Regions from separate parts of the Mus musculus genome. Here regions 2, 3, 4, 5, 6 and 7 are each linked to region 1. A link is a contact called in public HiChIP or PLAC-seq and promoter capture Hi-C data. All regions are on one chromosome and are shown on one strand. Each heading gives the region's core, a stretch centred on a gene start, on an enhancer-like site or on the middle of the called end of the contact. The rest is flanking DNA. Distances are from core to core; before and after follow the strand shown. Region 1 holds the start of Nudt3 (nudix (nucleotide diphosphate linked moiety X)-type motif 3). Region 2 holds the start of Rhot2 (ras homolog family member T2). Region 3 holds the start of Capn15 (calpain 15). Region 4 holds the start of Fam234a (family with sequence similarity 234, member A). Region 5 holds the start of Brpf3 (bromodomain and PHD finger containing, 3). Region 6 holds the start of Ergic1 (endoplasmic reticulum-golgi intermediate compartment (ERGIC) 1). Region 7 holds the start of Mapk14 (mitogen-activated protein kinase 14).

Region 1 (4,362 bases), core at 669-3,168:
TAACAGCTGAAAATCTTAAGCTCCTAAAAAAACAAAACAAGTCAGTCCTACCCCTGGTCTGACCTACACAAGGCAATAGGTGGCCAAACTGCCGCCAGTCCATTGTAAAACTTCTAACCAAAATTAGAAAATCGGTTGTTCCTTTGTTAAGGATCTTGAGTTTCTAGTATTTATCCAAAATATTCACATTTTCACCTCTAGGATGATCTTCTTAAAACAAAGGGTTTTGCAGTGTTCATGACTAAATTACACAGCCTTCTACTTTAAACTTGGCCAGACCTAACCACAGCACTGCAGTGAGGCATGTCATTATGCTAATTCCTTTTCCTCCCGCTAACAGCCCAGATCCCATCTGACTTCCCATATGATAATGAAGAAAACAAAGCTTCTAGAACAGCCTTCACCATAGACAGTTTTACCTCACGTATTCCAAAGCCAGCGCATCATTTAAAACTTGACCTTGCTTACTTACAAAGCGCGTCTTTCGGGGACCTTTGGTAATGAAGGAAAGTAACAAAGTATACATTTCCAAAACTCCTGTTTTGCAATCCCTCAACAGCACAAAGAATGCTTTCACGGATTTTCTTCAGGCCGTCATTTCATTTAAATTCCCCCTCCTCCTCCTCCTCTTCCTCCTCCTGAGTATCTACCGGACAGTGATTCCTGGTAGTCCATCCTCCCTTTCATCAGAGCCTTTCATAACTAACGGGTCAAGTTCCTGTCGCCCATTTCAACACGATGCACCGTACTGCAGGCTTGCCACCCCAGCCCACCGCCGAGGGCCGGGATAAAACATACTCAGTTTCACTGCCCTTCATTGTTTTCAAGCGAACTGCCATCTTACCACCATGCACACACACGACAGCAATGTGTCCCCACAGGCATTTTATGAATTTCCAAAGCAGCTATTCTTTGTGGATTTACAAACCACGCGCCTTTCATGAATCTCGCTTCATCACCACAGAAACGGCTTTGTGAAGCCGAAAAAAAAATTTTTTTTTAAGTTCCTTAAGGAAAAAGGAACAAGACTCTAAAACGTTCTATTATCCTAGCTTACCCTACGACTCATCCTATTGGGCACAGCAGAGAAACGTCGGGACAGAGATCTTCATAAATACAGCTTTTGATGGTCGTGAAGTGTTCCGGTCAATATGAATAACAACCTCGACGACAACCGTGTCCAGTGCCCTTTCTTTTCAGGCTCCAACCATACGGACTCAGCAGCTCAACGTTAGAATCGAACGGCTGGCCCCGGCTTGTCGCTGCCAGTGCTCGCCCGCAGCCACCTCCCCTCGGCCAGCAGCAACCCTGCGGGGAGGGAGGGAGGGAGGGAGCGGCCCTCCGCTCCGCCACAAAGGCCGGCCTGCGCCCCATGCACGTGTGCCGAGCGCCGAGCTGCCTAGCCACTGCCCCGGGCGAACGGCGGCCAACCCCCGACGGCCCGCCGCGGGATGGCATCCCGCTGCCCCGGGCCCTCTCCACTCCGCTCCCCACCCCCCCTTCTCCCCAGGAAACCCCGTCGGGCGCCGCCGACCCCCGGCAGGGCGCCTCACCTCCTCCTCGCTCTCGCTGCGGAAGCACAGGCACGCGGCCCGCTTCTTGTAGCCGTCGCCGTCGTAGGTGCGGGTCTGGTTCGACTTGAGCTTCATCATCCTCCGGGCCCGGGTGGGGGGTGCCGTGCGGGGCCTCGGAGTCCAGGGAAGGGGAGCCTGCTGCAGGCGGGCGGCCGCGCGCGCGCGCGCCCCAGGCTCGATCGAGAGGGCGGGGAGGAGGGTCTGTGTGTCCGCTACACGGCTCCGCGGCGGGACAGCCTCATTGCCCCCGGCCCAGGCCCTGCGCCGCCGTCACGGCCGCCGTCGCCACCGCCACCGCCCCCTCTACCGCCGCCGCCCCCGACGACGACCGCGCCGCCATTTTGGACGCGCTGCGTCAGCTGCGTAAGGCACGCGGGCTCGCCGGACGGCCGCGCGTGCGCAGCGCGGACGGCGTTCCGGAATCGCGCCCGGCGCGGGAGAGCGTCTGCACTGAAGGCCGCGGAAGCTGGCGCGGCTGCTACGCAGACAGCGTAGGGCTGGGGATGGCGGAAGCCGGGTGAGGCGCGGCGCGTGGGCACCACCCGCGACCCCACGGTCCCGGGCGCCGCTGGGCAGAGAGCAGGGGCCCGCCCAAGGTCACCGGCTGAGCGGCCCAGCCCGATCCAAGGTCGCGCCGCTCAGATGACAGGGAGAGTGACAGCGCCGCTCTGCTGTCCCTCGCCGCAGACTGTCAACCTTAGCTGCTGGGGATCAGGAGTGGGGCGGGGCGGGGCTGCTCTTTGCGGTCAGTTGGTAGCTGTCTGGACATATGTGCGTCCTGCAGCCATTTGTGCAAAAAAGGCAAAAGCTGCCACTTGCCTGGCGACATGCTTGAGGGACTGGGTTCGAACCTCAGCACTGCAAAAAAGAAAATAAAAAAGGAAGGAAAGAAAAGAGAGAACGCCATCCTCTTAAACAGGAGCAGAAAGGGAGAGACTGTAAGAGTGTGCACAGCACACGTACGTAAATCATGAAATATGGTTTCTGGCCGTGACTATAACACTGGGATGACCCTCTTAGAGGACGTGAAAGTGGGCTACAGCGTTCCTGCAACAAAACGGGCACCATTACCGTGTGCTAAACGTTTAGAAAATTCTGTCAAGATATTCAAGATTTATAAATAAATCCCAAAGCGCACAGCGTACGTTTGTGGGGACAGGTGTGTGCGCCATGATTGCTTCTGTGAGGTCAGAGGGCAACTTAAACGAATCCATTTTCTCCCACCACAGAGGACCAGGAGACTGAATTTAAGTGGTCAGGCCTGGCTGCAAATGACCTTTCTGGGATATCTGACGGGTCCCCGTTACCTGTTTTAATCATCTTGTATGTAGTATACTTCATTAATAATCTAGAGGGGCCCAAGAGATGTGTCAGTTTAAAAGGGCACTGGCCATGGAGCCTGACCACCTGAGCTAGATCCCTGGCACACATAGCGAAAGGAGAGAACCAACTCCCACAAGCTTCACCGCTACATGTGCTCTATGACATATGTGTCCACACATATTCTAACTTCTTTAAAAACTAAATGAAGGGGCTGGAGGGATGGCTCAGTGATTAAGAACACTGGCTGTTCTTCCAGAGGACCCTGATTCAATTCCCAGTATATGGTAGTTCACATGGTACCATACAGAGTAGCTCACAACTGTCTGTTGGCTCCTTCACACAGATATATATACAGCCAAAACACCAATAAAGTAAAAATGTAAAAAGTCTGGCTGAAAAGGTGCCTCAGGGATAGGAGCGCCTGAAAATGTCCAAGTGTCCAGGAAGCAGAAAGCACTGGGCGTTATCAGTAATAGCTAAATACAATTTAAAACTGAAATTTGCCTAGTTTGTATGAAACTCTAGATTCCAAATTAACTAGGCAATGGCAGTAATCCAAGCACTGTGGAGACAGAGGCAGGAAAATCAAGAATTCAAGGCCATCTGTGGTTACACAGCAAGTTTGAGGTTAGCCTAGGCTACATGAAACCCCGTCCCAAAGGGGCTCAGCAGTTAAGAACACTTACTAGTCTTGAAGAAGATCCCAGTCTGGTCCTTAGTACCCATATGAGGTGGCTCCCCACCACCTGTAACTCCAGTCTCAACACCTGGATTCTGTAGGCACTGCACACAGACAGACATAACAAACTAGAATTATGCCTATTGATGCTTCTTGTGGATACTCTTCAGAATTTGAGAGTCCCATTTGATTTATAGCTTCCATAAATGTTGCTTTACCCAGGACCCTTCTTAGTCCCTTGCTGAGCCTGGTGTAACCTTGGTGGGGACAAAGTGACAGGGTTCCTGCCCCTGGGACAGGGCCCCGGTGTGAGCCTTCATGAATGTCAATGACTGCTGTGGACTTAAGGCTTATCTGTGTAATAACATGCATATTTTCTGGAACCAGTACTAGCAGTGGAAGACTCTTTCCTTCCAAGGGATGTCCTCCCTGCTAACGTTAATGACTCCATGATAATTAGAAACAGCACAAGCCCGGGAGTTGAGGGTGTGGCTATGTCTTAACAAAATAGTAAACAGTGGGGCCTTCAGGACAGCCCTTAAGGCTACGGGAAAGAGCTCTAAATACAAGACTTAAAAATATATAATTTCTCAACTATGCAAAGGGAATTACATGAGGAGCCTCACGAATCTAAAGGAACAAAAGCAGCTACACTCTAAGCCAACTGGGTAAAAAAATTACTAAGGAAGGAGATAAAGAGATTTAGGGAGTGGTAACCAAAGGAGATCCCACCCAACTAAGTTTTTTGTTCATGCTTACAAAGGCAGATGGATTCCTGAGTTCAGG
Region 2 (4,362 bases), core at 917-3,416, 1.8 Mb before region 1:
TGGTCACCTGGGCCCTGTCGCCGTCCTGCCATTCACAAGCGGGATCCACTTGGTTCGGATCTGAAAGACCAAGTCCAAGTGTGAGGCGAGAGCAAGCGCATGCGCATGCTCACCAGCCCATGCTCTTCTTCCTGGGGCTACACAAGCTTTCAGAGTGCAGGAGCAAGCTGGTGGGAGACTGCAGACGACAGACAGGGACTTGTCCGATTCTCCCCAAGCAAGCTGGGATATGAGGAGAACACTTCCTAGCTCAGAGCTGTGGGGGTTCCTGAAAGGCTCAACAGACGTGAGGCTAGGAGAAAGGGCTGAGCATCAAGAGCCACTGTGTACTGTCCAGGCCAACTGCCAACTAAGCCAGGCACTAGGACAAGGAGGGCTAGAGAGATAGCTCAGTGGTTAAGAGCACTGACTGCTCTGCCAGAGGTCCTGAGTTCAATTCCCAGCAACCACATGGTGGCTCACAACCATCTGAGGACCTCTTCTGGTGTGTCTGAAGACAGCTAAATGTATTCATATAAACAAATGAGCTTTTTTTTTCTTTTTTTGGTTTTATTTTTTTTTTTTTGAGACAGGGTTTCTCTGTGTAGCCCTGGCTGTCCTGGAACTCAGGCTGTCCTCGAACTCAGAAATCCGCCTGCATATGCCTCCCAAGTGCTGGGAGTAAAGGCGTGTGCCACCACGCCCGGCTCAAATGAGTCTTAAAACAACAACAACAACAAAATGGCCAAGGAGATCCCCTCTTGCTTACCTTCTCAATGGTGGTCTCCTCAGACACATCGTACACCACACACACTACATTTGCCTAAAGGAAAGCAAGGCACAGGGTAAGCATAGTCTGCCGGCTCACTATGGACAGTACAGGCCACTCCTGGCCATGTCCCGGGTGCTCACAGCAGGATGGGTAGGGCTCTGAGGCCAGGAAAGTCCACCTTTGCCAAGCAGGCCTCTCCCTGCCAACACTCCCTAAGAGACACCAGACCCTAGCACCATGGCTCTAGACAGCACATCCTGGACTTATGACAGACCTATCACACGCAGGTTACAGTCCCAAGGCAGGTCTCTCTCACTTTCTATCTCAGTACAAGCAGCAAGGATGCTGCAGATGCAAGCAAGGAGACACTGCACCCTGACCAAGTGACCAAGTGACCTGCACCTATAGGACACAAAGAAGGCTGAAGGACTGCATTCAGGAACATAGTAAACTCTGGCATCAGGGAACGCCTAGTTAAGATGGCATCCACTACAGCCTAGGGAGGAATAGTACTGGGGAACCGAAGTATGTTAAGGAAAAGCAATGAAGGGTGTGTGTGTGTGTGTGTGTGTGTGTGTGTGTGTGTGTCTGCTCCCCTCAGACCCTGGGATGGATCACTAATGGCAGTACTGGCCAGGTCCTGATTCCCAGAAAGCTATGATCTGGAAAAGCCAACAATACTCAGCCGTGAAGGTCACAGCTGAATTATCAGGGTCAAGCAGAGTCACCTAATCCAGCCGCCAGGAAAGGAAGCCGATTAAGACTAGATGGCAGCAAGTTAGGACCAAAGAATTGGGCTCAGTACCCAAGGGCCTGCAAGATGCACCGCACCTTGTGGATCTCCTCCTGAAGTTCTTCCTCTGTCTGCTCCGCTTCTAAAAGGAAAAAGAATGCTATGTAGAATGGCTGTTGCGCTCGATTCAGACCGGCTGCAGGCTCAATACACACCGGCTGGGGGGCAGCATTTGGAGATAGATACCTGAGTAATCCACGATATGAGTGGGCACCTTCTCCGGGGTGACGTCGGCGGGGATGGTTATCTCCTCCGCGCGGGCAGGGACCTGCAACAGGTGGGTCAGTATTGAATGCGGAGCGGCTGCCCAGAGCCTGGCATCCGCCCTAAGTGCCCAGTCCGCCCCGCGCACCTCCTCGGGAAACTCCTCGCCGACCAGCGACAGGATCAGAGACGTCTTCCCCACCTGGGCTGCGCGGGGAGAGGGAACAGTAGTCAGGAGCACCGCCGAGGTCACGGCGACCCTACCGGTCTTCCCGCGGCCCCAGCGCACCTACCCTCGCCCAGCAGCAGGATGCGAACATCGCGCCGCATGGCTGCTGCCCGCAGCAGCACCCCAAACCCACCCCTCCCGGCCCGGCCCGGCCCAAGTAGACCCAATCCCAACCCCAACCCTCTCCTTCAACCCGCTCAGGCCCCCGCACTTCCTGTCTTCAGTACCGCCCTCACCCAAGCTTCCGGTCCCGCCCACACAGCACCAGCTAGTGGTTGGGCTAAGGCAAGGCGCCCGCGCCCGCCTGCCAGTAGAGTGTTCCTGACTCTGCAGGTGGTGCAAACAACTCAGACTCAACGGGCTCCTCGGGAGGAAAGGGTGAGCTCAGGCCAGAAGTGATGCAAAGACACAATTTATGGGACAATAAAACAATGTATCGCTATAATAAATGCCAGTGTTTATTTCCTTAAACTGTACAAAATAAAAACAATAAAACAACCTTCATGTGAAAAACAACCCAGTATGCCAAGTTTTGTGTAGGAGGGAGTGGTTCTGAGGGTCAAAACCACACTTCACAGATTCTAAGTCACTGCCACACCCTCAGCCTCCTTGAATCTTTTCAGATTTCACCCAAATTCCAAACAATGCAGTTCTGAAGCCTGTCCCAGCCATCCTGGCTCGGCATACAGCAATCCACAGTCTGGCTTTTCTGCCTATGTTCCTAGCAATAGCTCAGGGATCGGTGACTTCCCACACCAGGATCTCGTTGTGAGCAGCTGTGAAGAGCAGTCTGCCAGATGGAGTGAACCTACACAGGTGGACCGAGTCATCATGGCCTTCCAAGTCCTGGGCAGTCCCTGACGCACAGTCTAGGAGCCTCATCATGCACTCTGTGGGTAGATGACAGGGTGCTCTGAGTACTGACACCTTGCTGGGAACCTTGCTGAGGGGAGCAGGGCCATGACATCTACGCCCCCAAACCTGCTATGGCTGAGGACTGTCAAAGCTGCCCTCTCTATGTGTGTCGACCAGCACTCACCAGCAAAACCAACCACCATGAGCTGAGATCCTGGGGACAGGCTCAAAGACATGGCAAAGAAGGGCAGAGGTGTCTTCTGTATCACCTGTAGGAAAACAATATGACACTGAGGTCTCCTGCCAGGGACAAAGCCCAGGCTCCATGGCCTTCTAACCCTATGACACAGCCCTGGATGTCCACCTACAGAGCAGTGATCGCACAAACCTGCTTCTGACGGAGGCTGTAGAAGATGACCTCCTCATGTGCACCCAGGCCCACACACACCAGTATCGCCTTATCCCAAGGGCAGAAGGCAGCAAGAGAGGGGGGCAGGAGGCCTGGAGCCTGTGGAAAGCAGTATGTTGTGCTGGGTTGTGCAGACTCCAATCCCCACCCACATGACCGTGGAACTCTTACCTCTGAGACAGCAGGTGCAGGAAAGCTCAACCATTCCAGGAGTTCACAGCGGTCCCGGAGCCAGTCAGAGACCCAGATGCTGACACGTTGGTCCCCACTTGCAGCCAGCCACAGTTCTACACCCTCTACCCCTAGGTCTCCATACTGGGAGAAATGAGGGATGTGAGAATCTGCTGCCTGCCCACAGCACCCCAAACCCCTCCCCACCATCACCTGAGCTTGCCTTACTTCTTTGCTCGTGCTCTGGATAGCAGAAATTGGAGCACCCCGGTGGTCACTGAGCACACGGAAGGTCATTCCTGTGCAGGGGTGGCTTATAGCCACAAGTCCGTCCTTATCTCCAGATAGGATGGTCTGACCTGTGGCAGATGGAGACTATGATGCCATTATGTGAGCCCAACCCACAACCTGGAAGTGTGGTGCAGGCTAGCTGAGGTGGGCACGTGACTCTGTGGCCGCGTCTGCTCACCGTCGGTGGAGAAGGCGATGGCTGTCAGAGCGGTCCGGTGGGGGTGCATCTTGAGTTCCATTGCTGTACGAGAGATACTGAAGACTCGAAGTGTGCCATCGCTGTAGCCGGCCACCACCTGCTGCTGCTCTGGGAGTTCACAGGACGGGGGCGTCCACGCAAGGCAGAGACAGCTCTAGTGTTGCATGGAGGAGAAATCAGCATGGCCCCAGGAAGGAAGAGGACAGAGGGAGCCGAGCACATGACCGACACCCTCCCCCCCCCCACCAGATCTCCCAACCTACCTGGTTCAGCACCTGAAACTGGATCACCAGCTCCATGCTGGCCAAAGACCACACCCTCACGCTCCCATCCTCACCACAGGTGGCACAGTGAGACTCACCGGGGCTGAAGACCACCTCGTTTACCTGTGGGACCCCAGGACAGTTGAGGGGATGCCCATCTGGGCCTTTCCCACTCAGATCTCCAAGCCAGGCTGCCC
Region 3 (4,362 bases), core at 1,170-3,669, 1.6 Mb before region 1:
GGATAGGCTAGAAAGATATTGGAGGTCTAGGAATCAAATGGCTCCAGACAGCCGAGACAAACTGAGGATGTGTGAAGGCCAAATGGCAGAGGTGTATCCAGCCTGAGGAGTTAGGGACTAATTAGAGCTTCTGAAAGCAGGAGCACAGAACACTTCAGGGTGCTCAGACTGTGTGAGGTGATAGAACCAGAGGGGACTGGAAGGACAGGGTAGTCAAGAGATAAACAGCCAGGTAGGAGAACAATCCACACCCCGCCCCCAGGCCTAGGGAGGGGTGGAGGTGGGGACAGGAAGTGTCCTTTAGGCCAGAGTCTTAAGGCCATATCTGTATTTCTCAAAATTCAGCCTCCCAGGCCACACAGTTTAGAAATCATGACAAAATAAAGAGACAAGTCACCAGTGATCCTGGGTCTCTCCGTATCTGGTGTTTTTCAAAGAGCTTAACATTTTTCGTTTATCATTTTAAAAATTATTTTTAAAAAGTTTAATTTTGGCCTTTTCAGCCCCAGCAATTGTCTAGTGCAGTGAAAGGCAGTGTTGATACTAAAGACCACAGGGATGGACAAAGGACTACTCTAACTTTCTTAGGCTCTTAACTTATCAGCTCATCAATAGCATGTATACTGAAGGTTTTCAGGTCACCAAAAAGGCTCATCTCAAGAGCCACCAGTGAGAATGTGGAAGGAGACCAAAAAATGCTTGTGGTTTGGAGACTTAGAACTCTGTCTATCCCTCTCCTGTCAATGGATGACGGACAGCCTCAGTTTCCACATCTGTAAAATGGGCCTTACAAGTTTTGCCTTAAGGCCTGGACAATGTACAACAGGGGCCAGGAAAGCTTGGGAGTAGACAAAGCCTGGATCCAAGGATGGGCCACAATGGAACCCTTTACCCACAGAGGACTAACCTAGGCTTCTACATAGATATGGAGTTAGGGCCACTCTCAGACACTATGGCCAGCAGAGATTTTGATAACTCCATTGCAGTTAAGTTGTACAGTTTCTGAGCCTTGGATCCAGCAGGGTTCAAGTCTTCCTCCATGGAGGTCAATGACCTGTCTACCAGTCAGACAGCTCTAGACATTCTTAGATGTTAGAAAAGAAATGGGTGCATCTCTGTGGAGCAGAAGGACCTCAAAGGAAACAGAATCTACTACCCCATGGAGGCAAGCTACTGTTCAGCAAGACACAATTGCCCTAGACTGCAGAACTGTGGTCCTGAGCGCATCCCTGACAGCTAGACTCTGGAAGCAGGGAGAAACTCAAGAGGCAAGCTCCACATCTGTGACTTGCAGTTCTCCAGACTGGGAAAGGGGAAATTGCCACTGGAGGGGTAATCTCACAGTTTCTTACTGAGTAGCAGTTCTTCCTGATTTATTGCTGAACTGCAGGGTCAGCAGCAAACACTCAGGTAGGCTCTCAGGTTCTCCTGAAACTCAGGAGGTATCTATCCTGTTTTCGAGGCTAGGTGTTTCGCGGTCCTGTTTCAGTATCTGTACTCAGGGACCCTAAGAGCCAGCCTAGCAAGGACCATCTGGCCACACAACAGGGTTCCCAAATCAGACGTGGAAGGGCCCCTTTTTCAGAAAACAAAAAGAAAATCCCGCAGCTGTCAAGGGGCTGCTCTGTAACTTTCTCGGCCTGCTGACAGGCCCGCAAAAACAGAAGTGTGGGATGAGGGGGCACACAGGACGCTTTACTCTTGCTGCCGCCCCAGGCAGCTGCAGGTTTCTGCAGACAGTGCCCCCACGACCTATACCTTCGTACAGTGGGCCAACGCTTAGCCCCGGACAAGAGGGCACTCAAGGACAGGCAGGCACCGAGGGTCGCCTGCGTCTGAGGTTCCTAGGCTGGCCTCGAGTGACCCACACCTCCGGCGCGCTTCCCCCTCCCCTTCCCGCTCACCACAAGCCAGGCTACTGCTCCCAGGACAAACATGGAGCATCCCGGCTGATGCCCTGAGGCCGAGCTCTACGAGTCCTAGGCCGTCTGGCCGGCCGCCTACCGTGGAACTCACCTTAGCGAGCCGGCGGCGCCTCCTCAGCGCTCGCGATCGGTCTAGGCGGGCGCGGCCCTAGTGCCGGCCCTCAGTCGGTTGACCCACAACTTCGACCGGAGGGCACCAAGGGCCCCTTCGCGCCAGCCGCGATGCTCCGCCGGCTTAGCGCGTTTTGGCCGCGAAGATCCGTCTCGGCCCGGCAACCTTACAAACGCCTCCGTAGCTAGCGCCCGCCGTCCCGCCCGGCCTACCCGCTACGCCTTACGCTGCTTCCGTAGCGTGGCGCCCAGCCGGGGCCCGAGGCTACAGCGCGTCAGGGGCGCACGCGGCACTGGGAACCCGGAGCCGGGACTACGGCTCCCACAGGGCAGAGCGACGCGGCTCAAGGCACGCCGGGAATTGTAGTCCATGAATGGTCCTACCCTCTACTCTTTCCCTGAGATTTCGCCCTCCCAACGTGACCGGAGACGCTCAGTTCACGGATGCAGTTGGTACTCCCAAGCTAGTTTGATGTGGCGCGCTGGATCCGGGAAGAGAACGGACTACAGCTCCCAGGATCCCCTTAAGATGGGCTTTGGGCTCCGGTAGGCGTCCACGGGGTTCGAGTGTTACTGCGCCAGGGGAGATGTCGGGAGTCTGGGTCGTGATTTTGTACAAGGTCTGAACCGGTTGTCTGCTGCGTTGGGGCAGTAGGTGGTACAGTCCAACCTAGCTGCCTTGGCTGCTTTCTACCTCTTCCAGCGACTTCTGGTTTCTTTCCCAACGGTCTGAAGCAGCAACCGTGCTGGCACTGCTCCTTCCGAGGTTACTCCATCTGAGGTCTGTGTTTACTCGAGTGCTAGATAGGCACGTCACTTTTTCTAGAGAAACACTGGCATCTGAGGCAGTCCTTTGAGTTATGTTCACAAGAGCCCCCAAGCTATTTCCCATTAGAGCCCTTTGGCTCCCCCGAATTAACTTAATTCCAGCCACTTGTCCTCTGCAACTGAAAGCTAACTAAGAATCAGGCTGCTAGCCGGGCGTTGTGGCCCACGCCTTTAATCCCAGCACTCGGGAGGCAGAGGCAGGCAGATTTCTGAGTTCGAAGCCAGTCTGGTCTACAAAGTGAGTTCCAGGACAGCCAGGGCTATACAGAGAAACCCTGTCTCAAAAAACAAAACAAACCAAACCAAAAACCAACCAAAAACCAAAAACCAAAAACAAAAAACAAAAAAAAACATAGCACATAGCAAAAGGACACCCGGCACTCTGAATGTTGTGTGAGAGATTGGGTACTATTTGCCCCCGGACCCAGAAAACCTGAGTCTGGCTCAGTAGAGACTACAGATAATGTTTCTGGGAAATCATTCATGCTCCAGAAGCTAGAAAGCTAAAGACTGGCCATTGAATTCAGGATGCTGTGGGGACACCTATGCCTGAATGGGGAAGACACCAAATTTTGGCAAGAGGAGAGGAGCAGAGGCTGTCTTCCTGAGCCCCCTGACAGTGGTGAAGTCACTGCTCATTCATCAGTAGGTGATACCCATGATCAGGAGAATGGCCAAGCTGGATCCAGGACAGTATCTCTGGTCACTACGGGTCATCACTAGTGCAATGATGTATCACTGCACTAAGTAAGATGATCACACAGCAGGTAAAGCTGGATCATCCCAGGTTGGCTGAGCCCTGATCTATGCTAGTGTAGTATGGGCCAGAAGACAGACACCCTGTTGAGTGCACAGACCACAGGACACCCTGCAGAGGTCAAGAAGGGCAGAGAGAGCTTTGCAGGGACAGAAGCCATAGATCAACCACCCTGACTCTTGAGCAGATGGGACCCAACACTATTCCTCATAGTTTTGGGGCCACAGCTACAAAGGTATAGTTGCTTAGGTATAGTTGCATAGTTGCTAAGGAGACTGAGGCAGGAGGGTCATGAGTTCAAAGTTGACCTGGGCTAGAAAGTTCAAGGTTTTGTCTCAAAAAGTAGAGGGGTGGGTCAAGATGGTGCACTCCTTTAATCACAGCTCTTGCACTTGGGAGGCAGAGGCAGGCAGATCTCTCCAAGTTTTGAGGCCGAATCACATAAGACCCTGTCTCAATAAACAAAACACAAAGGTACACTTATAAAGGTGCATACTGCAGCCACAGTGCAGCTAGTGCTTGCCTAGCACGCGTGAAAACCTAGGTTTAGTAAGACTCAGAAGCTATTACAGAGTCAAGGTCCCCATTGGGTGAACACCCAGAAAGCTTTAGACAGGACTGGCAGGTTAGTCAGGTCTAAAACTTGGGTCTAAATTTCTCTTGATTTCCACAAGTGACATATACACACACAAGTCAGAACACCAACCTCATGGAAAATGTAAGTGGAGGTTCCCGGCTAAA
Region 4 (4,362 bases), core at 1,093-3,592, 1.4 Mb before region 1:
GAGCCATCTCGCCAGTCCTAGTTCCATTTTCTTTTTCTTTCTTTTTTTTTTTTTTTTTTTTGGTTTTTGGCTTTTTGAGACAGGGTTTCTCTGTATAGCCCTGGCTGTCCTGGAACTCACTTTGTAGACCAGGCTGGCCTTGAACTCAGAAATCCACCTGCCTCTGCCTCCCGAGTGCTGGGATTAAAGACGTGTGCCACCACACCCAGCTACCTAGTTCCATTTTCTACAGGGAAGTCTGCTCTTCCAAGTGTCCAACGTCATGCTGGGGTGCTGAATGCTTCCCTTCCCTGGGAAAAGCCCCAGTCATTCTCACAAAGCTAAAGCTCATGTGAATGCGATGTGGAAACTTGTGCTGTAATTACAGGGAGTAGGCACCCTTCCCCCACAGGCATGGTCAGTAGCAGGATTTTAAAATATAATCACAAGGGGCTGGCAAGCTGGTTCACAGGTTCAGTCCCCAGCACTCACGCGGTGGCTCACAACCATCTGTAACTCCAGTTCTGGAGGATCCAACACCCTGTTCTAACCTCCATGGGCACCAGGCATTCCCATGGTGTGTGCATACACACTCTCTCTCTCTCTCTCTCACTCACTCACATTCTCTCTCTTCTCTCTCTCTCTTTTCCAGGCAACAGAGTTATACACATAAATTCTAGAAAAAAAACATAACATTCACAAGCTGGACTTGGTAGCATATATCTGAGACCCTAGTACTTGAAAGAGCAAAGAGGCTCACCTCTGGTTTGAGGCCAGCCTGGTCTATACCATGAGTTCCAGGCCAGCCAGGGATAAAAGCAAAATTTGTCTCAAAAAACTCCATTCCCAAAAGAGAGTTGGGGAGCTGGGGAGGTGAGGAGCTGGGGTGCTAGGTCGGTTAGTAGGGTTCTGGGATGGTGACACAAAATTCCACCACTGGAAGACTTGTGACAAGAGGATTCTCTGGAACCCATATAGAGGAGGGAGAGCCCCTACAGGTCACTGTCCTTGACACACTACACCTACACTCACTCTTGCATGCACACACTCATTTCATAAGCTCTGCTGTACCCACCTCCTATGTACCTAGTAATACAAAAAGAATGTGGAGGGGGGAGTTAGACTTTGCAAACTGGGTCATAATGACAGTGGTTTCTATCACTCCCTATCGCCCCACTTCCCTTACAGATAACTCTTCTGAGGGAAGGCAGATACCAACAGAAAACAATGAGGACTCCTGCCACTGGTCTTTTGAGTCCACTATCTTGGATTTGGATCCCCCAACTTGGCGAGAGTTACTGGGCCATCATCACCCAGGTAGACTGATTCCCTACCCACAGAAAGTGTTGACTAATAAAGGTTGTTTTATTTTGTGCATTTGGGGAAGACCGCATATTGTAGCCCAGGCTTATCTCAAACTCCAAATTCATATGTCTCAGCCTCAACTTCTGGGATTACAGAAATCCACCACCACACCTAGGATAAAGATTGCTAGGATAAACCAATAAACTTCTTGTTTGTTATAAAGCAACATATAAGGAATACAAGGAGGCAATGGAAGGAGTAAGAAAAAACGCCAGTACAGAGAAGAAACAGACAGCTCGGTGTAATGAGGCAGGAAGATTGCTTCCAGTTCAAGGCAGCAGGAGGCGGTGGTGGCCTTAAAAGAACATTAGAACTGTGAGGGTGGAATATGAAGACAACCCCATCACCAACCACTCCTGACCGTACCCACCTCACTGCCTTGGGCCTGAACTTGAAGAACATGAACTGATTCTCACTGATACTAAACACACGGGGCCCAAAGAGCGTTAGGATTTAAGGAACATGTCCACCGGAGCACAAAGTTCCTCTGGTAGGTCAACCCCTGTCGCTCCGGGTCACCACAGCGCCCTCCAGGGAACAGACACGACGGAGCAGAGATTTGTTTGGCCAAGTTGAGCACGCTTGAGGGTGCCAGGCCCTGTGCACTGCTACTCTGGGAGCTCAGGCGGGGCCGACCTTAGCTGTGAGCTGCAAGTGGAGGCGGGACCCGCTCCTGGCCCCCACTAGCTCCGGGCGATCGAACGCAGACGGCTTTGGCCGGAACCAGCTCGCGCGTTAAGAGTTACCTAGTCCGATCCTGACCTGCTCTCGGACCTGTCCGCGAGATCCTGCTCCTCAGCAAGTGGTACAGGACTGGCGAGGCTGGCTCAACTGCGGTCCCTGGAATCCGGGATCCACATCCCCAAGGTTCCCGGGAGGACAGCGGCTGAACAGGAGTACAGACTACGCCGGACAGCAGCGCCCCTCCCCGGCGCACCCCGGTCCGCCCGGCCCCGAGGGCAGCGTGCCACGCCCCCACTGGGCCCACCCAGGAGGCCCGCCCCGCAGTAGGCCCCGCCCCAGAGAGGCTGTGACCCCCCCCCTTAGTTCGGCCCACCTGAACTGTGCGTCACTTCCTGCCAGCGGAAGGGGCGTACCACAGCGATTCCGTTCTGTTGACTGAGTCGGTTGCTTAGCAACACGGCCACTGTGTCCAGTGTTGCCCTTTTCGAGCAGAGAGCCTGTTTGTGCAGGAGCATTTTGGCATGATAATGCTGTGATGGCTTAGGCCTGGTGTTCCCATACTAACCCCAGGAATCCATGAATGGAGACAAGACAGAAGGCCCATGCTAAGGCTTCTTTTTTCTAGCCTGCGTATCTTTCCGATCACTTACTGGCCACGGTATTTTCTTTCCTCAGTGCACACGCAGGCACATAGAGACACACACTACGACAGAAAGGGAAGATCAGAGGACAGTTTTGTAGAGCTGGTTCACTTTCGCCTTTATGTGGGTTCTTGGGATCGAACTTAGGTTACAGGCTTGCACAATAGCTTGGCAAGGACTTTTACTCTCTGAGTAGGCATAAATTTTTTGCAACCTACTTTTTTTTTTTTTTTTTGGTTTTTCGAGACAGGGTTTCTCTGTGTAGCCCTGGTTGTCCTGGAGCTCACTTTGTAGACCAGGCTGGCCTCGAATCAGAAATCTGCCTGTCTCTGCCTCTCCAGTGCTGAGATTAAAGGCGTGTGCCACCATGCCCGGCTGCAACCTACTCTTAATAAGGGTCCAACCTCTCCTCTAGCCTACAACCCAGCAGAGGCAGTGGAAGAGAAAAGTTATTAGGATATGGGTGAAATGGACCGGTTCAGCAATAATTCTTTAGGGGTGAGCTAGATCTTCTTGGGCAGCAGTTCAGTCCCATAGCAAACACCAAGTACAATTCAGCAGCTGCAGACCAGTCCTCTAGGGGGGCAGACACCAGACACTAACCACCAGCTGCAGTCCAGTCCTCTAGGGGGGCAGACACCAGACACTAACCAGCAGCTTCAGTCCAGTCCTTTCAGCAAGCAGACACCAGGCAGCTGTAGTTAAATCCTGAAGAAACTTCTAGATTTGCCAACCAGCCTGATGTGAGGCCGCAGAAGCTGCAAGCTGCCATAGGAACCTCACAAGCAGTTCTTTGGATAATTTCTCTCAATGGCAGTGTTACCACAAGGTGAGCTCAACAATGCTATGTAAGGCGAACAAATACATGCGTGTCTTTAGCAAAGAATAGCAAGGCAGAGCAAACCAAATCTCAGTGCTCCTCTCCCACTGTCTGTGGGGTCACATTTATACTCCTTTATCAAGAGTCCTTACACGTGTCTGCTATATCCAACAAGCATCCTTTCACTTGTGTCTGCTTCAGGAAAACAGTCTTTTATGTGTTTGCTTTATCAAGACATCCTTTCAGCTAGGCAGTGGTGGCGCACGCCTTTAATCCCAGCACTTGGGAGGCAGAGGCAGGCGGATTTCTGAGTTTGAGGCCAGCCTGGTCTACAGAGTGAGTTCCAGGACAGTCAGGGCTACACAGAGAAACCCTGTCTCAAGAAAAATGAAAAAAATAAAAAATAAAAAAGACATCCTTTCATCCGTGTGTCTCAGCAAACCATCATTTGGCATAGCTAACTTTCTAAAGAACTAGAAGTTTCCTCTTGGTGTGCCATTACACTGATTTTATATAGTGCTGTTAATCTAACTCAGAGCTTTGTGGTTGGTAGATAAGCGCCTTACCAATTCAGGTACAACCCTAGCTGCTGCTGCTTCTTCTTCTTCTTCTCCTCCTCCTCCTCCTCCTCCTCCTCCTCCTCCTCCTCCTTCTTCTTCTTCTTCTTCTTTAAGATGGAGTTCTTATTTAGCCCAGGTCAGCCTTGCATTTTTTTTTACATATTTAAGGCTAGTTTTAAACTCCTGTTTTTCCTGCCTCTATCATTTGGTGGGATTATAGGCCTGCAACACTACACTTAGTGATCTGAAGGTTGGGGAAGGTTATGGGAGCTTAACCCATGGCCCAGTGTATGTTAGGCAAACACTCTTATCA
Region 5 (4,362 bases), core at 865-3,364, 1.2 Mb after region 1:
ACTGCTTAATGGACAGGCCAGGGACTGATGACTTCAAACTCTTTAAAATAGCTGAAGATTAAGGCGAATTAAATGCAGTGCCTCTGGGATGTCTGATCCAAATTTGTTTTTAATGACATAATTGTCACATATTACATCTGAGATTACATCCCAGTGAACTGGCTATCTGTGAGGTTATGCTACAGAAAACGAATTTCCCGTGTCAAAAGGAAAACAAGGGCGGCGCTAATGTTTTAAGGGCGAGGGTGAAGAGGGGGAGAAAATTTTGTTGAGCCCAGTCTCATAAAGTGACCAGGAATGGCTGGTGACAAGAGGAGGCTGACATGTGCTCTCAATGGATCTTAAATCACTGCAAGGACAAGCTGCGACATCTTCTCAGGGTTTTTATTTGCCTAATTTAGAGGGTAGAGGTCCTTCCCAATCATGCAAATCAGGTCATGCCCAGAAGCAACCGCGAAGAATAAAAGATAAGGAGACACAAGTCCTATGTAAATGTTTATATTTCATTGTAAAAGAACAAGACGTGAAATTCCTATTTGTTCCTCAATTTTTTTAAAGCTAAAAGTAATTGCAATATTTTCTTCCTCTAGGGCCTTCCCTTCCACAATTAATCTTTCCACACCTTCCCTCCTGTGATTATTCCCCCAAGCTTTAACAACAGTTGACTAATTCACAGCATTTCTGCTTCAAAGCTTTCAAAACACTGTGGGGTGGGGGTGCTGGCGGAGGCGATTGCTTGGCTCCACAAGCCACGCCCTTTCCTTCTTAAAAATTGGTTATTTTTGCAGTATGTTATTACCATCTATCAAGAACACACTCCTGTAAGGAAACCCAACTTCCATGCTTCACTCAACTGGTAAATTCTCAACTCTTAGGATGCTGAACACCTATACTTCAATGTAAATAAAAACACAAGGTTTGGGCCGTGAGAAATGTTTATTCTCTACTCTTTCAACTGTAGTACCCAGGTCCTGGATACCAGAGCCAATCGAGCAATTGAAAGTCTCACCAGCCGTTCGTGTAGAGGAAACGCTTTCAAAATATATCATTCATCTTCATCTTCGATAGCAGTTTATCCATATATCCTTTATAAGCATCATTAAGTATTGGTGCTTAAGATCTCTGTCACGAGGTAAGCTTTCAAATTTATAGGTACATGCGCTCGTGGAGGGGCAAAGGGACCTTTTCTTCTATTTATTTTTTCTTTTATTAGAACAAAAGGCAGCTTGAGTACACTTCAAAGTCTGGGAGTTGCTGTTTGACAGGCAGGCTGCCTTTGAGAAAGCCGTTCAGTGCATTAAATTAACCGACTCCTGGCCAAATCAAATTCAAGGGGAAAAGTATTTCCCATGCCTAGAGTGACAAACGGAATTACGAGGCACGCTTAAGCAGACTGTCAAACTTTTATGTTTACTTAAAAAAAAAAAAACTCCACACAGATGGAAAAGTCTGGTCCGTGGCAGCCTTGTGTGCCAGGAGAGGCTCACCTGTACACACACCACAGGCACGGGTCTTTCCCGGGCTGTCCGCACTGGGGGAGGGGATGGGTGGACATCGCTAGACCTTTGTCCCGGGGGCCTGGGGAGGGACGACTTTCTGGAGGCTTCGCAGCCACCTGCACTCTGGGAAGCCACACACAGTGTGGCCCTCCGGGGTCGTCCTGGGGCGAGCTTTGTGGGTGGGTGGGAGCATGGGCGTTCCCACCTCGGGGGCGGCGGGTGGCCCCACGCTCTGGCTGGGATGGGGTGAGCCACCGCTCCGTGGATTCAGAGTGGGAACCCCGACTAGATCAGCTCTGGGACAGGCCCAGGGTGAAGCGGCCCCGCCGCGTCCGCACCGCCACCGTGAGGCCGTGCCGGGGACGGTGCCCCGTGGAGGTGGCGCTGCCGCTTCGCGCTCATCTCCCCGCCCGTCTCCCCGCCGCCGCTGCCGCCGCGCCGGGCTGGGCTCGGGCGGGGGCATCCGCTCCGGTCTCCCCGCGCTTTCGCGCTCCCGCTTCGCGTGCGGCGGCTCGATCCGGGGAGGGAGTGAGGGAAGGGGTGGAGGTGGCGGGGGGAGGCCGAGGGGCGGATCCTGCCTGGGGGCTGATCCCTCCCTCCCCTCGGCCGGGCTCCGTGGCGGGCGGCAGCGGTGGTGGCGGCGGTGGCTCCATTCCCCCTCCTCCCCCGGGAGAGGCGGCCGGGCCCGGGGAGACGGAGCGGAGGGCCGGAGCGGGAGGAGGCCGCGCTCCCTCAGCCGGGCCGCGCACGGAGCTGCTCGCTCGCCCGGCCCGCTCGCCCGGCCGCTCACCCGGCCGGCCGCGCTCGCGCTCAGGGGGCCCCCGAAGCTAGGGGCCCGGCCGGCGGCTGAGGTAAAATGGGGGCGGCGGCGGCGGGGCCGGAGCGAGCGGGGGCGGCGGGGGCCGGCGGGGAGCGAGCGCTGCGCGCGAGGGGGCGGCCGGGGCGCACAGGGGTGTCCCGATGGGGCGTGGGGGTGACGCGCGACCTCTCCCCCGGAGCGAGGGCGGCGACGAGGCCGGGAAAAGCGCGCGGAAGGGAGCTGCAAAGCGAGGACCCCCTCCCGCACCCGCCATCTTGTTTCTCCCCGGTCCTGGCAGCCAAACGGCTAAGCCCCGCCCTCCCCGTGCTCCCCTATTGGCCTGGCTAGACCAGAGTCCCGCCTTCAGGGGCCGCCCTCGGCGCACGGGTTCCCCCTTGACGGGCAGGTTGGGCGGCCAATAAGTGCTTGCATCTCCGCGTCCTCCCCCCCCCTCCCCACCCCTCCGCCGTTCGCTGGCGCTCGCTTTCTCTGTGAGGGTCGGACTCTGCGTCTATCTGTGGTGCGCCTACCCTCTGGGTTGTTTTTTTTAGGGGGAGATATTTCTCTTTTTTCTCCTTCGGGGGGTGTCGTGAAGATTCCACTGGAAGAGGAGTCCCTTTAAAGGGACAGAGACCTTGTCTGGAGTCTTACCTGGTCTCATGAGTCCCTTGTGTGGCGTGCAGGGCGGGTTCCGTCCAATTGTTGAAACTCCTCATTCGGGGGCCAGGGTGAGGTGGTCGAGTTGGGGATCCCGGGTCGCTAAGAACGTCTCTGAAGGGGGCTGTTGGGGGTACTCGGCAGTGTGTGTATGGGAAGAGTTGTGTACGTGAGGAAACTCCCGCCAAAAAAAAAATACCAACCCTGGTCTAGTTGTTAGCTCCTTGTAGGCGAAACTCTTGGTTTCCCCTGGCAGTAGCCCAGCTGGGTCCCATGGGTTTGCCCCCTGTGATCGCATCGCGGGAGCCCCGAATGGGGATGGAGACGACTTCTGAGACTACAGGATGGGGTTCTTGTAGATTCTTCAAAATCGATACTGAAGTGTGTGTTTCCTCTCCAGAGGCTGCTTGCCTTTGGAGAATTGGGGAATGGAATCTGTTGGCTGGGACTACTTTTGAGACCTTGAGGTTGGTACGGGATCTCGTGCCCTCAGGGCTTCGGGTTGAACAGAAGTGCGGTAAAGGTCCTTTAGCTCCAAATGGTGGTGTATGCCTGCCTCAGGTTGCTCCACAGCCAGGTTAACTTAAGTCACACCTTGGGACTGAGAGGCCTTTACACTGTGGTTGTCAATGGTGACTTATTGATCATCCTTAAGAAGTAGATATTTCTGCCCTTGCTTTTATTACATTTTTATTTTTTTTAAATTTTATGTGCCTGGGCATGTTGCCTGATATATGCCGGGTTCCCCAAGAATTCAGAAGAGGGCTTCCAATACCCTGGAACTGGAGTTACTGGAGTTGTGATCCACAGTGTGGGTGCTAGGCATCCTCTTAAATGCTGTTATTTTTCCAGCATGCATATATATATATAATTATTATTATTAAACAATATGTGTATTGGTGTTTTGCCTAGGAATTGAACCTGGGTCCTCTGGAAGAACAGCCAGTGCTCTCAACTGTGCTGAGCCATCTCTCCTATGAACATTTTACATTTTTAGAGGGTCTCGCTATGTGCGTTGCTAGTCTGAAATACTATATAGATCTGCTTGGCCTCAAATTCCACAGAGAAGGCAGTACTTAAGAATAGCGCCTCTGCCTCCAGAGTACTGGGCTGGAAAGTGTGCTAGTACACCCCACCCCACACTGTTTTATTGATGCACTGTGGAGGCAGAGAAATTCAAAGCTTTGTCCAGGTTACACAGGAGCAGGATTAGAACCTAGGTTGGTGCAGAACATCCTCTCTCTAGAGCTCTCCGAGACTCTTGGTGTTTGTAGCCTCTCAGCTTGCTAGGAGATCTGGATTCACACATTTTTCTGAGCTTCTGTTTTCTCGTGGCTGAAATGGAGATGATGTCTGCACAGTCTCTTGAGGTAGTTGTGAGAAAGATTAAAAAGAAAAGGCCATTGT
Region 6 (4,362 bases), core at 829-3,328, 1.1 Mb before region 1:
AGTCTTATCGTCATTTACTCTGCTGGGCATTGTTATCCTTGATCATGCTCAAGGGCACATCTGAGATTCTTTAGGAGAATCTGGGCTAAAGATGAGAATAGTCCCCAAGATGTCCAAGAGCTAGTCTCTGGATCATGTTCTAAAAAGGGAAGACATGAGATCAATTGCCCACACCATACAACTTCTGTTTTGGGTTTATCTGTACCCAGTGGTTCCAGAAGGTCCCAGGATGCTTTTTCTTTCTGCTGCTCCCAGGCTCCAGGACTGGCTAAAACTTTCTCATTTCCCATACATAAGAGCATGGGGTGCGGGTGTTTGTTGAATGAATGAATGAATGAATGACGAATGAATGAATGAATAATGAATGAATGGATGAATGAATGGAAGGGGGATTCCGGTTGTCAGAAAGAGAAGAACCTGGTGGAATCGCCCATCACTGCAGACCCTGAATCTTGCTGCCCGCTTATCCTTCAGGAAACCAAGGAGCTTTTTATGTCAGGACACTGCCTCCCTGCCCATCCTGCCTTTTGAACTTGGATCCCCACTTTTCTCCTTAAGTTGTTGTCTTAAATCGCAGCTTTGAAGAAGGCATCAGCAGCAGAACCCAGGGAAGTTCAGAAGTCAGATTTCCCCTACATGGGTGTCCTAGTTTGCTTTTTCTCTGCTGTGATAAACTCCCACCAAAGCAGCTCTGGGAGCAAAGGGTTTATCTGGCTCATACATCCACACGCCCTTCAGGGAGTGAAGTCTGGGTAAGTAGGTACTCAAGGTAAGAACCATGAAGCAGGGCCGGGCGTGGTGGCGCACGCCTTTAATCCCAGCAGAGGGAGGTGGATTTCTGAGTTCGAGGCCAGCCTGGTCTACAAAGTGAGTTCCAGGACAACCAGAGCTATACAGAGAAACCCTGTCTCAAAAAAACCAAACAAAAAAAAAAAAAAAAAAAAAAAAAAAAAAAAAAAAAAAAAAAAAAGAACCATGAAGCAGAAACTGAAGCAGAGACCTGTGGAGGATGGAAGGCTGCTAATGGGCTCCACTGCTCATATGCAGTAGCTTTCTGATCCCAGGATCCCATCCTAGGAATGTTGCTACCCATAGAGGGCTGGGCCTTCCTACATCATTACTTAGGAACTAAGAAAACTTTACACACATACAAGCCCTTAGGCTAATGTAGTGGAGCCATTTCTTCAATCTCTTCCAGGTATGTCAGATTGACAACTAAGACCAGCCAATCACAAAAAGTTTAGAGTTCAGCTGCCTCCTCCTCTAGCCCAGCAAGTTGAGGGAGGTTTTCCTCTGTACTTCTGTGTTTCTGAGAATGGAGGCTCCTAGGGGCAATCAGCGGTATGTTACCATTTCTAACCGTGCAAACTCAGAGCCTCTGGATAACCCTGCAAGTTCCTGACTTCAGGTTGGTAGATGCTCAACGAGTACTGGTTGGCATCAATCCCGAAGAAAGATGATAGAAGTGGCTAGCTAAGCCCAACTCTAACAGGTGGAGAAGCTGTCACTAGATGCCAGGCTGTTCACTAAAGCAGGGCCCCAACTACCTCCTTTGATACCTATGAAAAGTTGAAAAGTGGGATTAACAGTTATACAGATAGAGAAAGGGGTGGTGGTGGATCTCGGGAGCCAGATGGCTTTTCCTAAGAAGCAAGGGATGGGTGGGAGGTGGGTGGACTTTCTCAATCTAGGACTGCGTTGCCCATCCCCCAGTTTTAACCTTCACCCAGAACTAGCACCAAGCATGGACCCGCAATTTGTAGCATTTTTCTCTGATCTTCACAACGCAATGGCTTTGTTTTACAAGCACAAAACCCACTGCCTGAGGCAGAGCGATTTGTCCTGAGGCCCCACTTACGCTAGGAAAAAAGATCAGAGGCCAAAAAGAACCAAAGCGGGAGTCTTGGAGACCTGGGCTTGGGTAGCATCCCACTCTCGGGCCTTCCCATTCAGCGGGCCCTCGGGCCCCTTTAATGGGGCGGCGGAAGGGGCGGCCGGTGGATGTGGCGGCGCCCAATGGGCTGCGTGGAGCGTCACTTCCCGGCGGCGGGAGGCGAGTGGCGAGTGTCGGGCAGGCTGGCGGGGGCGGGGCGGCCGAGGAGGCGTTGGCAGCGGGCTCGGACCCACGCGGCGCTGCGGCCCGCCTGGCCTGCAACGCTCCCACCGGCTCGGCGGCACGATGCCCTTTGACTTCAGGAGGTGAGTGAGGCCCCGGGCCCGAGGCCCTCTGCAGCCGGCGACGACCACCCCCCACCCCCCGTTACGTGCAAATGCGACCCTGGTGCACTGTGCACGCCTCGGCAGGCCCTAGGGGACCGCGGCCTTCCTCGGGGTTCGAGCCCTACCCCCACCCCTCGTGCAGCCCTGGCAAGCCCTCGCACTCTGTTTTCCACGGCGCGGTGTCCCCAGCTTGCCCCTGACATCTTTCATTCCCCTCCCCCAACCTGGGAACCAAATCTCCTCCCAAATCCCAAATAAAAGGAGCTCAGGCATCCTCAGGCTTTCTCCCCAGTCTTCCCTAGTGGACCCTGTCCTGGCTGACAGGTGGGGCCGCGCGCCTGGCTTTGCCCGGTGGGATCTGAGGGCTGCAGCCCCATTCAATCTGGCAGCAGTTGGAGAAGCTTAGTTCTTCAGAGCCTGAGAATCCTCTACCTACCAGATGTGGAGGCCTGTTCCCGCAAGCCATGGGGACAGTGCGGGAAGAGGAGGATGCTGGGATCTCGAGGTTCTGCAGAAGGTTCTTTGCCTCCTGGAACACCATTGTATAGGGCCAGGCCTTCTGGAAGCCTGCATGGGAAGGGCCTCCCCACCAGACATTCCCTTGACATAAGACGCTCTGAGATGCTCTGGGCTGTTGGGATACTTTGGAGCAAAAGGATTAGAAGCCTGGCTGTACCTCTCTACCCAGCTGCTTAGTAGATTCTCAATGTTAGAAGCAAAGGCTTAGGGTGCAGCCCCTCACCGCTCAGCTGGCTAACCCCAGCAGGTGTCTGGGCATGCTCAAAATATTGGTTTCACCTCTTGCAAATTGGTACTAAAAATAAGGTCACCACCTGAAAGACAGGGATTGTAAGGCACCCCTGACCCAGTCTCCATCACATGGAACTCAGAAGTAGGGCATCTGTGACTGAGGAGATCTGTGAGCGCTCCCCACAGCCAGAGAACGGGTATTCCTCCATTGGTCACAGTTTCCCCTCATCCTCCCCCTCTTACTGATGTGTATAGAGGCAGAACAGAGTGACAACCAATCTAAAAACGGCCCAAGATTCGGATCATGTGGTGGCATATGGGCAACCTGGGGTCAGGGCCCAGAGAGGACATTGGTTTCAGACCTCTTAACCAGCCAAAGTGGTTTTTAGCTCACTCTGGGCACTGGTACTATCTGGCAAACCAGCTTCCTGCTTGCTTGAGGTAGCCCCGGGGTCCATACCTGGGCTTAGACAAAAGCATACAGACCATGGTAGCTTTGAACCGAGAGGGCTTTGAGCCAGTTTTAGGGACACCCATTACCACAGTGTGCCCATGCAGAAAGAAGGGCAGTGGGCACATCCAGGCCCCCCCCTCAAACCTCCCAGGGCTGACCGGAAAGGGTCCCAACCCTCCTGTCCCCACACGGTTCTGCAAGTCCTAGGGATTTTGAGTTTGTTAAAGAAGTAACTGTTCTGGTTACTTCATCTTGTCAGTTCTCTGCCCCGCCTGCATGCCCCGCCTGCATGCTGGAAGGGCTGGGCAGATCTGGGCTCCAGTTGGAAGTTTGGGGGCTGGGGGCAGGTGAGATGAAAAAAAAAAAAAAAGGAAAACAGCTGGGGCCAGCTTTAGCCTTGTCAGGGCCTGCTTATTACTGACTAGTTTAAGGCATTGATATTTAAGGAGCACACCGCTCAACTTTCGGCTGCTACTGCCTTGGGGCTTTCTGGATGTGTCTCAGGCCCTGAGTGCCCGGGTGCCACAGGGTTCCCACTAATGCCAGTTGAGAAAGTCCTTGCTTGCTGGGGCTCACTGGAGACCAGTAAGAATGGATTCCCCACCGTTCGATCTCCTCACGCAGGGTGAGCTGTGGGTCCAGCCCATGTCTTTCTTCTCTTTCAGACGTTGACATAGCAGAGCTCTAGGACTCACTGTGAAGGAAGGCTCCGCCGTTCTACAGACCTTTACCACATACAGGGCCACTCATCGGCTTGCTGAGGGTTGTACCCAGTGTTTAGCCACCTGCCACTTGGACTATCATTAGGGGATGGGTGGCATATGGCACAACCCTGTGGAATTGCCAGAGGAGTGTTGCATGTGTGGGGGGGAGGGGGAACGTGTCACATGACTGGGTTCTAGGAGTAGCCACTATATAAGCAAACTTGACATCCATCC
Region 7 (4,362 bases), core at 755-3,254, 1.1 Mb after region 1:
AGAACAGTAAAGTCTGGAAGCAAAGGGGGCCCTGAGCTGCGGCCTGATGAGGACACAGAGAGTGGAAGTGTGGGGGGCCCACAGTCCAGTTCCTTCAGCTGTGGACATCACAGAGATGCGAATTTTTGAAAGGATCCAGTATGCAAATTCCATGTTGTCTCTTGCCATTTCGGTTTCACGCAGCCTTTCTATAAGGAGAGAGAAGTTCCAGGGACCACCGCTATTCATTCATTCATTCATTCATTCATTCACCCACTCCTTGTGCCTGGGACACTCCTGGCTCTGCAGGTGACCCAAGCAGCCACGCTCTGGGACGCGAGCGGGCTGTCAGCTCCCAGGCGGCAGCCAGAGCTCCGGACCGCTCCCGACCCAGGCTCACCTGGTTTCCGGTGGCCCGCAGGAGCGCAGACGCTGGGGACAGACTCGGCTCCAGCCTGGCTGGCGGCAGCGCTGCGGACGCGGAGGCCGGCAGTTCCGGAGCCGTTGCTGCAGAACCCGCGGGCGTTCCGGCTGTGCGGGTGACGGGCGAGGATGGCATCTGGGCCGAGGAGAAGGGGTCCCTGCTGCCCTCCACATACCCGGATCTTCTAGAAATAGCCACGAGAATAAGATTTCCCCTTTCTCCTGCTCGGTGTAGGCATGGGTGGATGTGGGTTCTTACGGGTCTAACTTTCCCCATTCACTTTTATTAGCTTTCTCGGCTTCTACGGAAGATTCCACTAGGTGGGAATGCAGGGTCGCATTGATCTTGTAGAGACTAGAACCAGGGCCTAAGAAAGCTCAACAGACTTACCTAAATGAGATGCGGTCAGAATGCTCGCCCTAGTAGTTCTCCATACTCTCAGAGGCATGAATTAAGTCTTTAATACCCACCCCCCAATTTTCTTTTAAATTTCTAAACTTTGGATGGCTCTAAAGGGCAAGAGTCGGTCTCAAACCCGAGTGATGGTTTTTGGGGTGTTGCACATACGGTCTCATCACTACACAGCAGAGGCTTGGTCTCCTGGTTTTTCCAAATGCTAGAATTACAGGATTTGTAAATACAAATAAACAAATAAATAAATAAACAAATAAATAAATAAGAAGGGTCCCCTGGTCTTTCCAAATGCTGGAATTACAGGTTGTGTATAAATAAATAAATAAGAGAAAGGTCTCTTGGTCTTTTCAAATGCTGGAATTACAGGTTCTGTACATATAAATAAATAGTATGAAAGGGTCTCCTGGTCTTTCTAAATGCTGGAATTACAGGCTGTGTAAATAGATATATATGTATGCATGTATATGAAGGGTTTTCTGGTCTTTCCAAATGCCGGAATTGCAGGTGGTGTAAATATAAATAAATAAATGAGAAGACCTTCCTGAAATGGAATGACCTACTTGCAGTGTGTGTGTGTACCTTCCCCTTCCAGTAGTGGGTATTGAACCCAGGGCCTTGCAAATGCTGGTCCCCAGCCTGGAAGTGGCCATTCATGATGTCTACCTCTGACCTCGTGCATTGGAACTCCCTGTGGGTCCCTGGAACCTCCTTCTGCCACTTCTGCCTGAAAACATGTAGGAGCGCCTGGAGGGAGAGCCTGGGCTTTGAGGCAAGACTAATATTTGCCTAGGGGGCAGGTTTCACCAGCATCCCGAGGTGAGCCACTTGTCCTTGAGCAGACCGGAATGCGACAGCTTTCTGGACAGGGCCTGTCTGTTCTTTCAAGTTGTTCTTGGAAATTGACGACTCTAGTGAGCAGGTTGCTCGGAGTTCAAAGATCATTTGGCTCTCTTCCCCGACGCTGTCACAGCGGCTTTCCGCCATGGCGCCAGGCATTCGCCCGTGCGACCACAGAGAGGCGCGCGCGCCCCGCGCTGCGGCCTCCACCCTTGGCGCCCCGGGGAGCCCAGTCCCCGAGAGTTCCTGCCTCGGCTCCCCAAGCCGCGTCCCTCTTCTCGCGAGATCTGCCGGCCCTGCGCGCTCTTCTCGCGACCCCCCGCCCCGTGGGCAGGTTCCATATTGGGTAAGATCTGGATTCAGAGCGGGGCCTCCTTGGAGCTGTTCTCGCGAGAGTTCCGCGAGAGGCTCCCGGCCGCTGCCTGTGGGATCGCCGCCACTGGAGCCCAAGCGGGGCGCTGAAGCGCGAGCGGGTGTCTTGCGGCGTCGGCGTGCGCTCCCTCCCCGGGGAGCGGCTGCAGGAGGACCGCGGCGGGAGCAGCCTCGAGCCGTGCAGCCGGCTCCGGCACCTTGCCGACGCTCGTAGGAGCCGCCGCGGCTGACAGGGGCGGCGGGTCGCAGCCTCCACACCTGCGCGGGTGGCGGGCGCGGGGTCCGGTCTGCCGCGGGCGGGCGCAGAGGAGAGCGTGCGGCTGCAGGCAGGAGCCCCCGCTCGGCCACCTCCTCGCCCCGCTGCTGCCGCTGGAAGATGTCGCAGGAGAGGCCCACGTTCTACCGGCAGGAGCTGAACAAGACCATCTGGGAGGTGCCCGAACGATACCAGAACCTGTCCCCGGTGGGCTCGGGCGCCTATGGCTCGGTGTGGTGAGTGTCGCCGGGCCTCGGGTTAGGGGTGGGGTGGGGGGACGCGGTGGAGCAAGCAGGGTGGCCCTGCATGCCTGAGGGCCAGGCCTGTCCCCACAGCTCAGCGATGCGCCCAGCGGCAGGAATTCTCCTCCGGGCGTGTCTGGGGGTGCAGGGGGCAGCTGGAGCGGGACGTGTCCTGCACCCCTCGCCCTGCATACGCAGGTCGGGGGCGAGCCGTGTGCGGGAGCGGGTCAGCTGCGGACGCGGTGGGATGCTTCTCTACCCTGCGCTCTCCCTGCTCCCAAGACTGGCCCTCCCGGGGGTCCTCTGCTGCAGCGCGGCCTCAGGACCCTGCCTCCGGGTACCGCCACTCGGGACGCGGGAGCCCTGCCCCGGGGAGCAGACGAGCTGGGCGGAGCTCCAGCGAGGAGCTGTAGGGCAAAGCCTGACCCGGGGACTGCGGTCACCTGAACGAAACTTGCAAGAGAAAGCGCTCCTTTCCCGGAATTTTTTTTTTTTTCCTTTTTTCTCCCCCTTTTCCCATTTTTGCAAGCCTCCATCGAAAAATCCTGTCTCAGGAAACGTTCCTTTGGGATTCGCACTTGAATTAGCAGCACCCCGAAGAGCTTAAAATACCGACTTTATCTCGGGGACCACGGTGCCAGCTTGCGTGGTGTGTTTCCGATTCGGTTGAAAGCGTATTTCCTTTTCGGGGAGGGAGGGTGGCAGCGCCTTGCAAGGACGCTCCAGCTCGCCGCTTAGTCACATACCACTGCTCATTTCAGTATTGTTTGACAAAACAGTTTTCCATACCGAGCAGAGGGGCGCCCCTCAAGATCAAGAAGGTAGGACTAGAGCTGGAGGTGTAGATAGCTTTTAATTGAAGTAATTCATGGGGGTGCTTTTCTTTTTTTTAAGTCCCTTAGAAGATTTGCGGAGTTTTATCAGCTTGTAAGTACCGAGGTACGTGGTGGTTTTCGGGAGATCCTGGAACATAGGAAACGATGCTTTTTAGCTTTCCTTAACACCGGGTGGGGGAGGGGGGTAGGAGTGGGGGGGGGCCTATTTTAGTTCCACTATGGCTCTCCCTGTCTTGCCTGGAACTCAACAAATTTTGTCTGCCAGCTCTGAGAATAAAGGCTTTTGCTACCATGCATGGCCCTGGGAGCAGGTTTCAGATTAAATTTCTACCATAAAACTTCCACTCCAGAAATGTTCTAAGGAACTTTGAAGGATTCACGCAGTATCTTTTACTATATCTTTTAGAGCTCCCTATCTGATAGTAATCTGATAGATTCAGTAGATGAGCCCTTCCTGTGTTTTAGTGACTTACATGCATTCATGGTTTCCGAAGGAGTCTGGGAAATGGTTTTTGTTTTGGAACAAATTCCAGGCTTCTGGATGTGCTAACCTTTAAGTATGAGTCCTGTGTTACTTAAAGTCATATCGTGAATTTCCTGTTTGGTAGAATCTTCTGGGTAATTGAGATTGTGCAATTGTGTCCAGCAACAGATCACATTGCATTTGCTGGCTCAAGCTGCTTAAGCTATGTTGCAGATGATACCAACTTGGACATCTTTCTCACGAGTCTACAGAATGGCAGTTTACACTTTAAAGGAAATGTCAATAATATCTCTCATGTATTTGTGATTGATCTGTTGCATCATTGTTTCTCTAATAGTTACCAGCTCCTTAAGTATCTCCATTCTTCGTTCCTAATTGGTACAGTACCAGGCGTTTGTTTCCATTTGAATGCTCAGGGAGTGAAGCTCAGGGGCTTCTGGGATGGTGAATTTGCAAGGTTTCCTGTGGACACCACTGTCCTGGCAGAAGAGCCAGCTTCACAGTGAAGTGCCACAGTG

Evidence for each region. Promoter capture Hi-C pulls out the DNA fragments that hold promoters and counts their contacts. HiChIP or PLAC-seq counts read pairs in DNA pulled down with a chosen protein or histone mark. Capture Hi-C pulls out chosen DNA fragments and counts their contacts.
Region 2: a promoter capture Hi-C map of liver shows a contact between it and region 1, with 2.4 times the contacts expected there. The contact joins the promoter of Rhot2 here to the promoter of Nudt3 in region 1. A contact is called at or near these places in 1 of 39 promoter capture datasets (pre-B cells), 2 of 115 datasets of contacts at active chromatin or transcription factors (embryonic stem cells and pancreatic cancer cells) and 2 of 9 other capture datasets (liver and pancreatic islet).
Region 3: a promoter capture Hi-C map of pre-B cells shows a contact between it and region 1, with 2.0 times the contacts expected there. The contact joins the promoter of Capn15 here to the promoter of Nudt3 in region 1. A contact is called at or near these places in 2 of 39 promoter capture datasets (pre-B cells and second pharyngeal arch cranial neural crest), 1 of 484 Hi-C or Micro-C datasets (CD4 T cells), 1 of 115 datasets of contacts at active chromatin or transcription factors (astrocytes) and 2 of 9 other capture datasets (adipose tissue and liver).
Region 4: a FOXA1 HiChIP or PLAC-seq map of pancreatic cancer cells shows a contact between it and region 1. The contact joins the promoter of Fam234a here to the promoter of Nudt3 in region 1. A contact is called at or near these places in 2 of 115 datasets of contacts at active chromatin or transcription factors (astrocytes and pancreatic cancer cells) and 2 of 9 other capture datasets (adipose tissue and liver).
Region 5: a contact with region 1 is called in a promoter capture Hi-C map of pre-B cells, with 2.9 times the contacts expected there. The contact joins the promoter of Brpf3 here to the promoter of Nudt3 in region 1. A contact is called at or near these places in 2 of 39 promoter capture datasets (liver and pre-B cells).
Region 6: a contact with region 1 is called in a promoter capture Hi-C map of pre-B cells, with 4 times the contacts expected there. The contact joins the promoter of Ergic1 here to the promoter of Nudt3 in region 1. A contact is called at or near these places in 1 of 39 promoter capture datasets (pre-B cells) and 1 of 115 datasets of contacts at active chromatin or transcription factors (astrocytes).
Region 7: a contact with region 1 is called in a promoter capture Hi-C map of adipose tissue, with 2.1 times the contacts expected there. The contact joins the promoter of Mapk14 here to the promoter of Nudt3 in region 1. A contact is called at or near these places in 1 of 115 datasets of contacts at active chromatin or transcription factors (embryonic forebrain) and 1 of 9 other capture datasets (adipose tissue).

What each region holds. Positions count from the first base shown.
Region 1 is chr17:27,621,534-27,625,895 of GRCm38.p6, forward strand. Nudt3 (nudix (nucleotide diphosphate linked moiety X)-type motif 3) reads right to left here and starts at 1,919. Exons shown (of 5, transcript NM_019837.2): 1 at 1,554-1,919. The coding sequence starts at 1,652.
Region 2 is chr17:25,842,359-25,846,720 of GRCm38.p6, forward strand. Rhot2 (ras homolog family member T2) reads right to left here and starts at 2,167. Exons shown (of 19, transcript NM_145999.3): 1 at 2,042-2,167; 2 at 1,897-1,955; 3 at 1,731-1,812; 4 at 1,583-1,626; 5 at 749-802; 6 at 8-60. The coding sequence starts at 2,078. It overlaps Wdr90 (WD repeat domain 90), which reads right to left. Exons shown (of 41, transcript NM_001163766.1): 35 at 4,166-4,288; 36 at 3,882-4,056; 37 at 3,641-3,771; 38 at 3,413-3,556; 39 at 3,221-3,340; 40 at 3,017-3,101; 41 at 2,376-2,867. The coding sequence ends at 2,710.
Region 3 is chr17:25,983,455-25,987,816 of GRCm38.p6, forward strand. Capn15 (calpain 15) reads right to left here and starts at 2,420. Exons shown (of 12, transcript NM_001347334.1): 1 at 2,017-2,420. It overlaps 1700022N22Rik (RIKEN cDNA 1700022N22 gene), which reads left to right and starts at 2,376. Exons shown (of 2, transcript NR_166913.2): 1 at 2,376-2,582.
Region 4 is chr17:26,241,900-26,246,261 of GRCm38.p6, forward strand. Fam234a (family with sequence similarity 234, member A) reads right to left here and starts at 2,343. Exons shown (of 13, transcript NM_001206335.1): 1 at 2,107-2,343.
Region 5 is chr17:28,799,012-28,803,373 of GRCm38.p6, forward strand. Brpf3 (bromodomain and PHD finger containing, 3) reads left to right here and starts at 2,115. Exons shown (of 13, transcript NM_001081315.1): 1 at 2,115-2,350. It overlaps Gm35883 (a long non-coding RNA gene), which reads right to left. Exons shown (of 4, transcript XR_003952337.1): 4 at 3,880-4,319.
Region 6 is chr17:26,559,434-26,563,795 of GRCm38.p6, forward strand. Ergic1 (endoplasmic reticulum-golgi intermediate compartment (ERGIC) 1) reads left to right here and starts at 2,079. Exons shown (of 10, transcript NM_026170.3): 1 at 2,079-2,199. The coding sequence starts at 2,180. 1700049J03Rik (a long non-coding RNA gene) reads right to left here. Exons shown (of 4, transcript XR_001782188.2): 1 at 2,657-4,362.
Region 7 is chr17:28,689,338-28,693,699 of GRCm38.p6, forward strand. Mapk14 (mitogen-activated protein kinase 14) reads left to right here and starts at 2,005. Exons shown (of 12, transcript NM_011951.3): 1 at 2,005-2,518. The coding sequence starts at 2,403. Slc26a8 (solute carrier family 26, member 8) reads right to left here and starts at 650. Exons shown (of 20, transcript NM_001290320.1): 1 at 380-650.